3 separate regions of the Mus musculus genome follow, and all the other regions are linked to region 2. Evidence: chromatin contacts called from public Hi-C and HiChIP or PLAC-seq data. All regions are on one chromosome and are shown on one strand. The core of a region is the stretch at or near the end of the contact, and the rest is flanking DNA. Distances in the headings are between cores, read along the strand shown. Region 1 has its middle 20 kb from the start of Ccnq. Region 2 overlaps Nlk (nemo like kinase). Region 3 has its middle 34 kb from the start of Lyrm9.

Region 1 (2,700 bases), core at 144-2,643, 170 kb before region 2:
AAATATCATTCAAAACATTAGCAATTACTTTAGAAGGCGTGTGTCTGAAGGGCTTGGCGGCTATGCTCCAGTGAGGTAAGTCAGGGTGTTTCTGCCAGGGCCTTCAGTGGGACTTGGAGCTGGTTCAAGAGCAGAATTGATCTCTCAAGCCTCATTTTCATCTCCATCAGCACCCTATCAGACACCTCATTCCCCTAGCCAGTTCCCATCCATGTATAATTTACGCACTTGATTTCAGGGGATTAATCTCTGCCTCATTGAATGGGGGTGGAGCGGGCAGATCCTTTCCTTGTTTCTCACTGTAGTCCACTCATGTGTATTTCCATAGATTACATTCTGCTTCCTCCTGGAACTTTGCTTTTTTAAAGAATTCACTTCTAAGTCACCCCTTTTTAGTAAGTTCATAGGGGTGGGTGGGAAGGTGAGTGTGTATGGACTTCTGTTTATGCGGGAAGTACTTGTCCCCAGCCTATCTAAGAGGAGACCAGTTGATCCCTTCTTGCCACGTAGAGACAGTCATCCACTTTCAGGTTCAAACAGGGATGCTGGGAGCCTCACCTGGCACCAAAACTTGTGCCATTGACCTTCAACCCAAGAGTTAGGTCCCCAGGCCCTGAGCTCCTAGCTCAGTTCTACCCCTCAAGTGTAGCAGCCTCTTTGGTCTCTGGAAGCAGAGTAGAATGTATTCATTCATACAGACAGAGGAATACTTGAGCCTCTTCCCTAGCCTTAGGACTTTCCCATAATGCCACCCCCTCCTTGTGTTGTGTCCACTGCCCTCAGGGAATAGCTCATCTAACTCTGAAGTCTCAGAATCCCAACCCAGAAGCCCTTCGAGATGGCCCAGTGAGGGAATGGTGCTTTGCCACCAAGACTGAAGACACTACAAGGTCTCAATGTCAATAGGTTGGATACCTGTCTAAGGATTTACAGTGTTCTCCAGTAAAGTATGGATTTGAGATCTGTCACTATAGAAATAGTCTCCCTTTATTAACTTAGTGTTTTCCTGGTTTATTTAATCCCAGACTCTTTTACAAACCTGAACAAAGCAAGACGACAGGTGAGCTTGCTGGGGCTGCTCACCCTGAGACACAGGCCTTTGCAGGTCCAGTGGCAGCAATGGTTTATGGAACAGACTTTGAGAATACTCTTTGGCATCCCCATGCTCCTCAGATTACCAGCCTCCCCTTTAGCCACCCACACCATAGGTCCTATGGCATAGGTGGTCCCACGAGGGCTGCAAGCACATGTGGCCTGGGACCATGAAGAAAAGTTTCCTGGAGGCACCCTCTGGTTACCCTTCTGATCCGGAGAGCCAGCTCCTGTCCTAACTGTTGATCTTCTGCCTTCAGGCACTTCCTGTCTCCCTGACTATCAGAGAAGCCACAGCAGCCTGCCTGCCTGCTTCCGGCTAGACAAGAGACTCTGAACTGGAGAGTGAGAGCCATCTGAGACAGGCTTGGTTGGAAGGGAGGCACCCAAGGCAGTGTTTAGCAGGATCCCTGCTGGGGAATCAGCTTTGCAGGGAGAAGGCAACTGACAGCTTGCAAGGCAATGAAGCAAACACTTCGGCACGAACCGCCTTCACAAGCGCATGGCGTGTGAAAGAATCCACCTGTCTCAACACCACTGCACCCACCCAGGTGACACCTAAAGCAGCAGCAGCCACCACCGCCTCCATCCCCCAACAGCCAAAGTCATGTGAGAGGCACCAGCCTTTGCCTGTCATCGCCGAAAACAGAGCCAGCCTAACTGGTACATTTTGTCCAACACAAAGCCCCAAGTGAGAGATGAATAAAAACCAGGAAGAAATGTAAGAGGCTCAGACTGGGTCAAGTCAGGGTGGAGAGACCTGTGAAGTAAGAAAGCCTTGTAATGTCTTATGATGTATATTCACTCAGGCTGGACATCTTTCTGCTAAAGGACCTGGACTAATGTCGTCCATGATTAACAGCGTATGTGTGTGCACGCTTGTGTCTAAAATAATAGAGATGAGGACCCATCCCTGTAATCCCAGTGCTCCGGAGGCAGACCAGCCTGGGCTACATACAGAATTCCAGGCCCACCAAAGTTTTACAGCAAGGGCATCTCAAAACTAAACAGGCTTTACAGTGGATAAGGGTACTTACTACCAACCCTGGAGACCTGAGTTCTACTCCCAGTCCCACACAGAGGAAGGAAAGTAGAAGTCCCATAGCCATTCTCCGATCACAACGTGGCAGGAGCACTTATACATACAAAAGAAGTAAACATTAAAAACATGTAAAACCCCAATTGTTGCCAGGCATGGTAGTCACGCCTTTAATCCCAGCATTTCAGGAGGCAGAGGCAGGCGGGTCTATGTGAGTTCTAGGTCAGTTTGGTCTACATAGTGAGTTCCAGGTCAAGCCAGGGCTTCATAGAAAAACCCGATCTCAAAGAAATAAACAAACACAAAAGCCCAATTGTTTAATTCCTCCTCTACCACCACAAAATAAAACAAAAACCCATCAGCAGGAACAAATTCATACATAAGCTAATTAACAATGGCCGGTATTAGATGTTGCTGAGTGGCTTGCATTGTGAGTAGACTTTGCTGCTAGATACCTGGTTATATGGGAGAGGAGACAAGAACACATGAAAAAAGCCACACTGGAAGGGGGTGGAGAAACAGTCTCTAGGAATGAGCCCTGTTTTGTATGATTGAGTGGCAAACACTGG
Region 2 (2,700 bases), core at 38-2,537:
TCTACCCTTCCTCCTCCTTGTAAGGATGATAATGATGGCTGCCACCTCATTCCTTTCCCCTTTGTGCCAGACACTGTGTGATTCTCAACACAGTTGCTTAAATCCTGGCAAGAACCTCATCATGCCTATTTTATAAGCACAGGAAAGTTACATAACTTGCCTAATGTTACCAAGCTGGTAAATGACAGAGTCAAGATTGTAACCCTGATCATTTGGGATCTGCATCACAGCACCTTCCCACCAGCTAAGTCTGTTCAGCTTCTCATTTTCAAAAATCAGTTTTGAAGCCTTTTTCCCTTCTGAAGTGTAATTATTTTGTTCTTAGTTTGTCATGTGGGTTTGCTTCATTTTTTAACAAACAGGGTATAGTTGAAAACAAGGACTGGGCTCTGGCACCAGAGGTCTGTTTCGAGCTAGTGTGACCTCTGACTCATTCGTTTACCCTTCTAGACCCACTGCGTCTCTATGGAATGATTTTGAAGATAGGGCTAACTTCTCTGAGCTAGTGGGAATAGATAAAACAAAGTAAACTGAGGTGCAAAGCAAACTGTGAAGACTGTAGCAACTGTTCTCCCTTTTGGCCAATTCCCTTGTTGTCCTTGCCGTGTCATTCTTGTATGTATACAGTGCCAGTCTCTCCTCAGTCCCTTGAATGTTTGCTGTGCATGCCTCCATCCTCTTTCTCTGTCATTGAGCTAGCATGCTCTCTACACCCACTTGGTACCCAGTCAGTATTTATCAATGCTAATGATGATGGTTAAACAAAGATGCTCTTGGCATCAGTCCTGCGCCTCTGAAACTGCTTGAGTAATCATGACTTCCTAAAAACAGAAAAGTACCCAATCATCTTACTGTTAATAGAAGGTCAGAATTTGATGTCAGCGTTTGTTTCTGTGGTGATTGTGTTGCCTGTTTTCTGCAGGATTGTCTTTGACAGTTGGGGCAGTCAGGATTTCTGGCATGAAGCTGATTATCGTGAGTTCTTAAATTACTTCCTAAAGTAGATGTAACATTCTAGGGATGGGTTAAGTAAATATTGATCATAGTTCACATTTGTTTTAATTGAAGGAAGAGGTCAAGGGAGGCTTACTTACTGTTGAGGCTCTAGATTAATTTTCTAATCTTCTCATAATCTTTTCTATCAGAGTAAATTATCCAGACCTGTTTTTACTTCTGACACCCCTCCTCCTTCCTCTCCCACTCTGGCCCACTTCATTTCCTTGTCCCCAGAAGCTTCTCTGACCCTGTTTTGTCTCTGCTGCTGTGTTGCTGTCCTAAGCAGCCTTTGTGGCATTCTGGCAGGAAGTGGTGTTTCGTCACTGTCACCCACAGCTCCGCTGCTGACACTTAGTGTGCATTATTCTGGTTTTTTGTTGTTGTTTTTTTGAGACAGGGTTTCTCTGTGTAGCCGTGGCTGTTCTGGAACTCACTTTGTAGACCAGGCTGGCCTTGAACTCAGAAATCCGCCTGCCTCTGCCTCCCAAGTGCTGGGATTAAAGGCGTGCGCCACCACCGCCAGGCTAGTATGCATTATTCTAAAGAATGTCCTGTCATTGGGGTTGAGTTTATAGCTCCATTACAGGTGATCTGTTTACATGAATTTTTAAAAAGATTTATTTATTTATTATATGTAAGTACACTGTAGCTGTCTTCAGACACCCCAGAAGAGGGCGTCAGATCTCATTATGGATGGTTGTGAGCTACCATGTGGTTTCTGGGATTTGAACTCAGGACCTTAGGAAGAGCAATCAGTGCTCTTAACCACTGAGCTTACCTGATTTTTAAAGATCATTTGTACGTAATCGTGTGCATCCTTTTGTGTCTGGAGGAGCATATGCACATGGGTACTGTTGCTTTGAGGTCAGAAGACTTGAGTGGCAGATGCCCTGCAGCTGGAGATGGAGGGGTTTTCTAAAAATGATATGTAAATGTCTCTTGCAGAGAAATAGGAGCATGTAGCACTAATACCCTATATGTGACATTTCATTTGATAGAAAGTAAAGACTGATATTTGCTTACTCCTTTTTCTCTTTCCTCCTTTCTGTTTGTTGAATCCTGGAGATTGAGCCATGGCCTTGTATGTGCTCTTCTACAGAGCTGTTCCCCCAGCTCTCTTTATTTTGAGACAGTCTCACTGAGTTATACAGTCTGGGCTTGAGCTTACTCTGCAGCACAGGAAGGCCTCAAAATTGGGGTCCTGCTGCCTCAGCCCCCTGAGTAGCTCATGACATCACTGACAAACACCTCAAGCCCAAGAAGTTAGCTGTGGTAACCATCCTTCTCTGACTCCTGCCACTGCTGGGGACAGAACCCCAGGGCCTTAACACTGTCTAAGCAAGCACTGTGTTTCTAGAGGAAATCCCCAGCCCGCCTTTATTTATTTTATCATCTAATGACTTCCAAACTTACAGGAACTTTGACTTCTCATCAAAGGCTTGGCTTAGAGTTCAAATAATCTAATTTTTTTTTTCTGTTTTCCTGCTAAGGGCCAATAACACCCCCCCCCTATTTTACTGCAGCCCAAAAATTACCCTGGAATCCATTGTCTTTTTTAAAATATTTATTTATTATATGTGAGTACACTGTGGCTGTCTGTGCACTGTAACTGTCTTCAGACATACCAGAAGAGGGTATCAGATCTCATTAGAGATGGTTGTGAGCCACCATGTGGTTGCTGGGATTTAAACTCGGGACCTCTGG
Region 3 (2,700 bases), core at 146-2,645, 190 kb before region 2:
AGGGGTGAGCTCCAGTTTCAGTGGAGAGAGATAAAGGAAGGCAGCCGGCATCAACCTCTGGCCTCCACATTCATACACATGTGCACTCACTCACCCCCACACAGGTATACATACAGAAATATGCACACACCTACATCATATATGCTTGTGTGTGAGTGGGTGTGGGCATGCATACACTCACGTGTAAAGACAGAAGCCCACCTTCAGAGAGTTGCTTTAACAAGACCAACCTCTGTCAGCATGCACTGTGTCTACCATGGCTCAAGTTTGTTTCTGATGTGTGTGTAGACGTATATCCAGTAGGAATCTTTCATTTCATAAGTCAGTGATAGAAACTCAAAGCGGACAAATCAAAAAGGGATTTTCATAAACTTGTATATTCAACAAATATTTATTGAGACCCTACTGTGTGTCAGGCTACTGGCAAGTTTAGAATTACTGTTAGTTTCAGGCAAAGCTTGATCCAGCAACTCATAGTTTCACTAAGGACTTGCTGTATTTCTGTCTGCCTGTTTTGCGTCCCAGTGATTCCTTTTGAAACTCTGTACAGTGCTCTCACTTGGTCTGCCCAGCAGGCATCTTTTTACAGCCTCACTGGTCCATTGAAGAGGGAGTTTCTCTCTCAGGAACTCCTTCGGGAAGACTAAAGTCACATTTTGTGGCCACTTGCCTGTCTGCAGCCAATCATGGTGGCTGACAGTGAGCAGGTATTCCAATTGGTCTAAACCAATAAAGACCAGTTGCAGAAGCTAAGCGTGGAAGGCGAACCACCCCAGCCACCTACAGAAGTGAATTCTTTAAAGAAGAACAGGATGCCGGGCAGGCGCGGGAGGGGTGTGTGTGTGTGTGAGCAACTGTGAACAAGCAAGGAACAAAGTTAGCATCCTGTTATTTCAGCTACCATGCGGGAGCCTCCACTGTTCGGGAGCCTCTGCCACGCGGGAACCTCCAAAGTGACCATAGGTGGAACCAGCCTGGCCACGTCTGAATTCTGCACATACCAAGATTTGATAAGCTGTGTGACTTTATAAACTCGTTTAACCTCTCTGTGCTATGGTGCTCTTGTTTGTTGGTACGGCAAGTGTTGCCATCAAGCCAGGCACAAGCTTTCAGTCCAGGTGTTCCATCTTTCAGGGTTGGTCCTCTCTTGAGTCTGTTGTTTTATGGGTATTTTTCCTGGGTATTTTTCCAGGAAGCTGGTGCCCAATTCCTCCAAAGCCGGAGGGATCGTAAGAGCAGTATTCTTTCCTGTAAATGCTCAGCCGAGGGTCGTGGGGTCAGTGAGTGGATTCATTAACTGCAGGTGCCACCGTGGTCTGTGCTGATTTAGGACGGCACTATCCAAGCCGGTGACTTTTCACGCTTCTCCAACTGTATAAAAATGAACCGTCACTGGCGATCTATACATAGAAAGTTCCCGTTTCCGTGCTTGTGCAAAGAGGGTGGGCGTGCTGGGACATTTGCATAAAGCTGGTGGATGCGGAAGGCTGTGGGCTCTGGAGGGGGGGGGGAGCTTGTTTGCTTGTGGTTTGAGGGGCTACTGTGTCCTCCCAGTAGAGCTAGGAAAGACAAGAAAATAAGAATAAGTGAGATAAACTGGGAAAGAGCCACAGATTTTCCAAATGGAGGAGGAGGAGGAGGCAGTCACTCCAAAATAGCAACGCTCAGTCTGTAAGAATGGGCAGGTTTTAAGAGAGATGAAACAGGACAGGATACCTGGCCTTCAGGTGGGCTTCCAGGACCAGAGACTGGCATGTGGGAGCCACCTTTCCTATCTGCCCCCTCAATGCCCTTTCCCTGTATTGTTAGATATAAGGAGGCGACTAATGGGCTGTGCTCTAAGTACAGGGATATTTAGACATGCAAATGAGTACAGCTTGTTAATGAGCAGAGGGTGATTAGGCGGCAGGGAGCTGCCAGCCCAAGCCGAACAATAGGTGAAAGGACCAGGTGTCTAAAAGGGAACCTCCACCTTCCCCTCCAGCCCCTGCCGCTCAGCATCTCCAACTGGCAGGGCATCTCCAACCGCCAGAGAAAAGGAAGATTCAGGAAAGATCTGGTTGGGTCTCCTCAGGGACCTCCCCCAGAGTCTTTTTGAACTACTCTGGGGGCCCCAGAGGGTTGTGAGGCAGGTGAAGGTTCCCAGGAACCTTTCTGGGCAGTGATTGGAAATCTTGGGAACAGGGAATCCAGGGAAAGGATCTGTGAGAGGGAACAGCGTCTGCATTTGTGGGGACAGAGACTCTGTGTTACTGGAAAAGGCACAGACTTCAGACTTTATGGACCTGAATTTATTGAGCCAGATCCATCGGATGTGTTGTATCCATGAAAGCTGGCTAGCTGAAGGGGTGCCAACTGCAGAGCCAGCCTTCCCCTCGATAAATTATGGAACTTGGCCCGTGGCATATTACTTTCTCAGCCACTGGAGGCTTGCCAAGCATGGGAGGTCATTGCAACAGACTCACAACCAGTCTAAACCAGACTGGTGATGTACTTTCTGAATTGTTCTGAGGCAGTCCAGAGCAAGGCCTGGAGTTTTTGTTATTTTCTCCTTCTTCCCTCCCCCATCAGCTTCCTGTTCTTTGTGATATCTAGGGTTTTTTGTTTGTTGTTGTTGCTGTTGGGTTTTGTTTGTTTGTTTGTTTTGGGTTTTTTTTTTGTTTTTGCATAACTTTGGGGATAGGGAAGTAGTTCAGTTGG

Evidence for each region. A called contact is a pair of places that touch in the nucleus more often than the background predicts. HiChIP or PLAC-seq counts read pairs in DNA pulled down with a chosen protein or histone mark.
Region 1: a contact with region 2 is called in an H3K27ac HiChIP or PLAC-seq map of acute myeloid leukemia, with 2.5 times the contacts expected there. The contact joins two enhancer-like sites. A contact is called at or near these places in 7 of 484 Hi-C or Micro-C datasets (the Ba/F3 cell line, CD4 T cells, CD8 T cells and 4 more) and 4 of 115 datasets of contacts at active chromatin or transcription factors (acute myeloid leukemia, effector CD8 T cells, embryonic basal ganglia and 1 more).
Region 3: a contact with region 2 is called in a Hi-C map of bone marrow-derived macrophages, with 25 read pairs. The contact joins two enhancer-like sites. A contact is called at or near these places in 3 of 484 Hi-C or Micro-C datasets (bone marrow-derived macrophages, double positive thymocytes and pancreatic cancer cells), 7 of 115 datasets of contacts at active chromatin or transcription factors (the 230-238 cell line, bone marrow-derived macrophages, embryonic basal ganglia and 3 more) and 1 of 9 other capture datasets (embryonic stem cells).

Annotation. Positions count from the first base shown.
Region 1 is chr11:78,770,799-78,773,498 of GRCm38.p6, reverse strand. No RefSeq gene overlaps it. Among named protein-coding and RNA genes, the nearest start is that of Ccnq, 20 kb to the right of the region's middle. Within about 2 kb of position 1,393, at least 82 of the 459 cell types and tissues checked have an H3K27ac peak or open chromatin away from gene starts, as enhancers often do. A contact at or near this core is called in CD8 T cells, acute myeloid leukemia and effector CD8 T cells, where this site is marked.
Region 2 is chr11:78,598,833-78,601,532 of GRCm38.p6, reverse strand. All of the region lies in intron 3 of Nlk (nemo like kinase), which reads left to right. Among named protein-coding and RNA genes, the nearest start is that of Tmem97, 49 kb to the right of the region's middle. Within about 2 kb of position 1,287, at least 86 of the 459 cell types and tissues checked have an H3K27ac peak or open chromatin away from gene starts, as enhancers often do. A contact at or near this core is called in CD8 T cells, acute myeloid leukemia, bone marrow-derived macrophages and 3 more, where this site is marked.
Region 3 is chr11:78,791,451-78,794,150 of GRCm38.p6, reverse strand. No RefSeq gene overlaps it. Among named protein-coding and RNA genes, the nearest start is that of Lyrm9, 34 kb to the left of the region's middle. Within about 2 kb of position 1,395, at least 125 of the 459 cell types and tissues checked have an H3K27ac peak or open chromatin away from gene starts, as enhancers often do. A contact at or near this core is called in bone marrow-derived macrophages, double positive thymocytes and microglia, where this site is marked.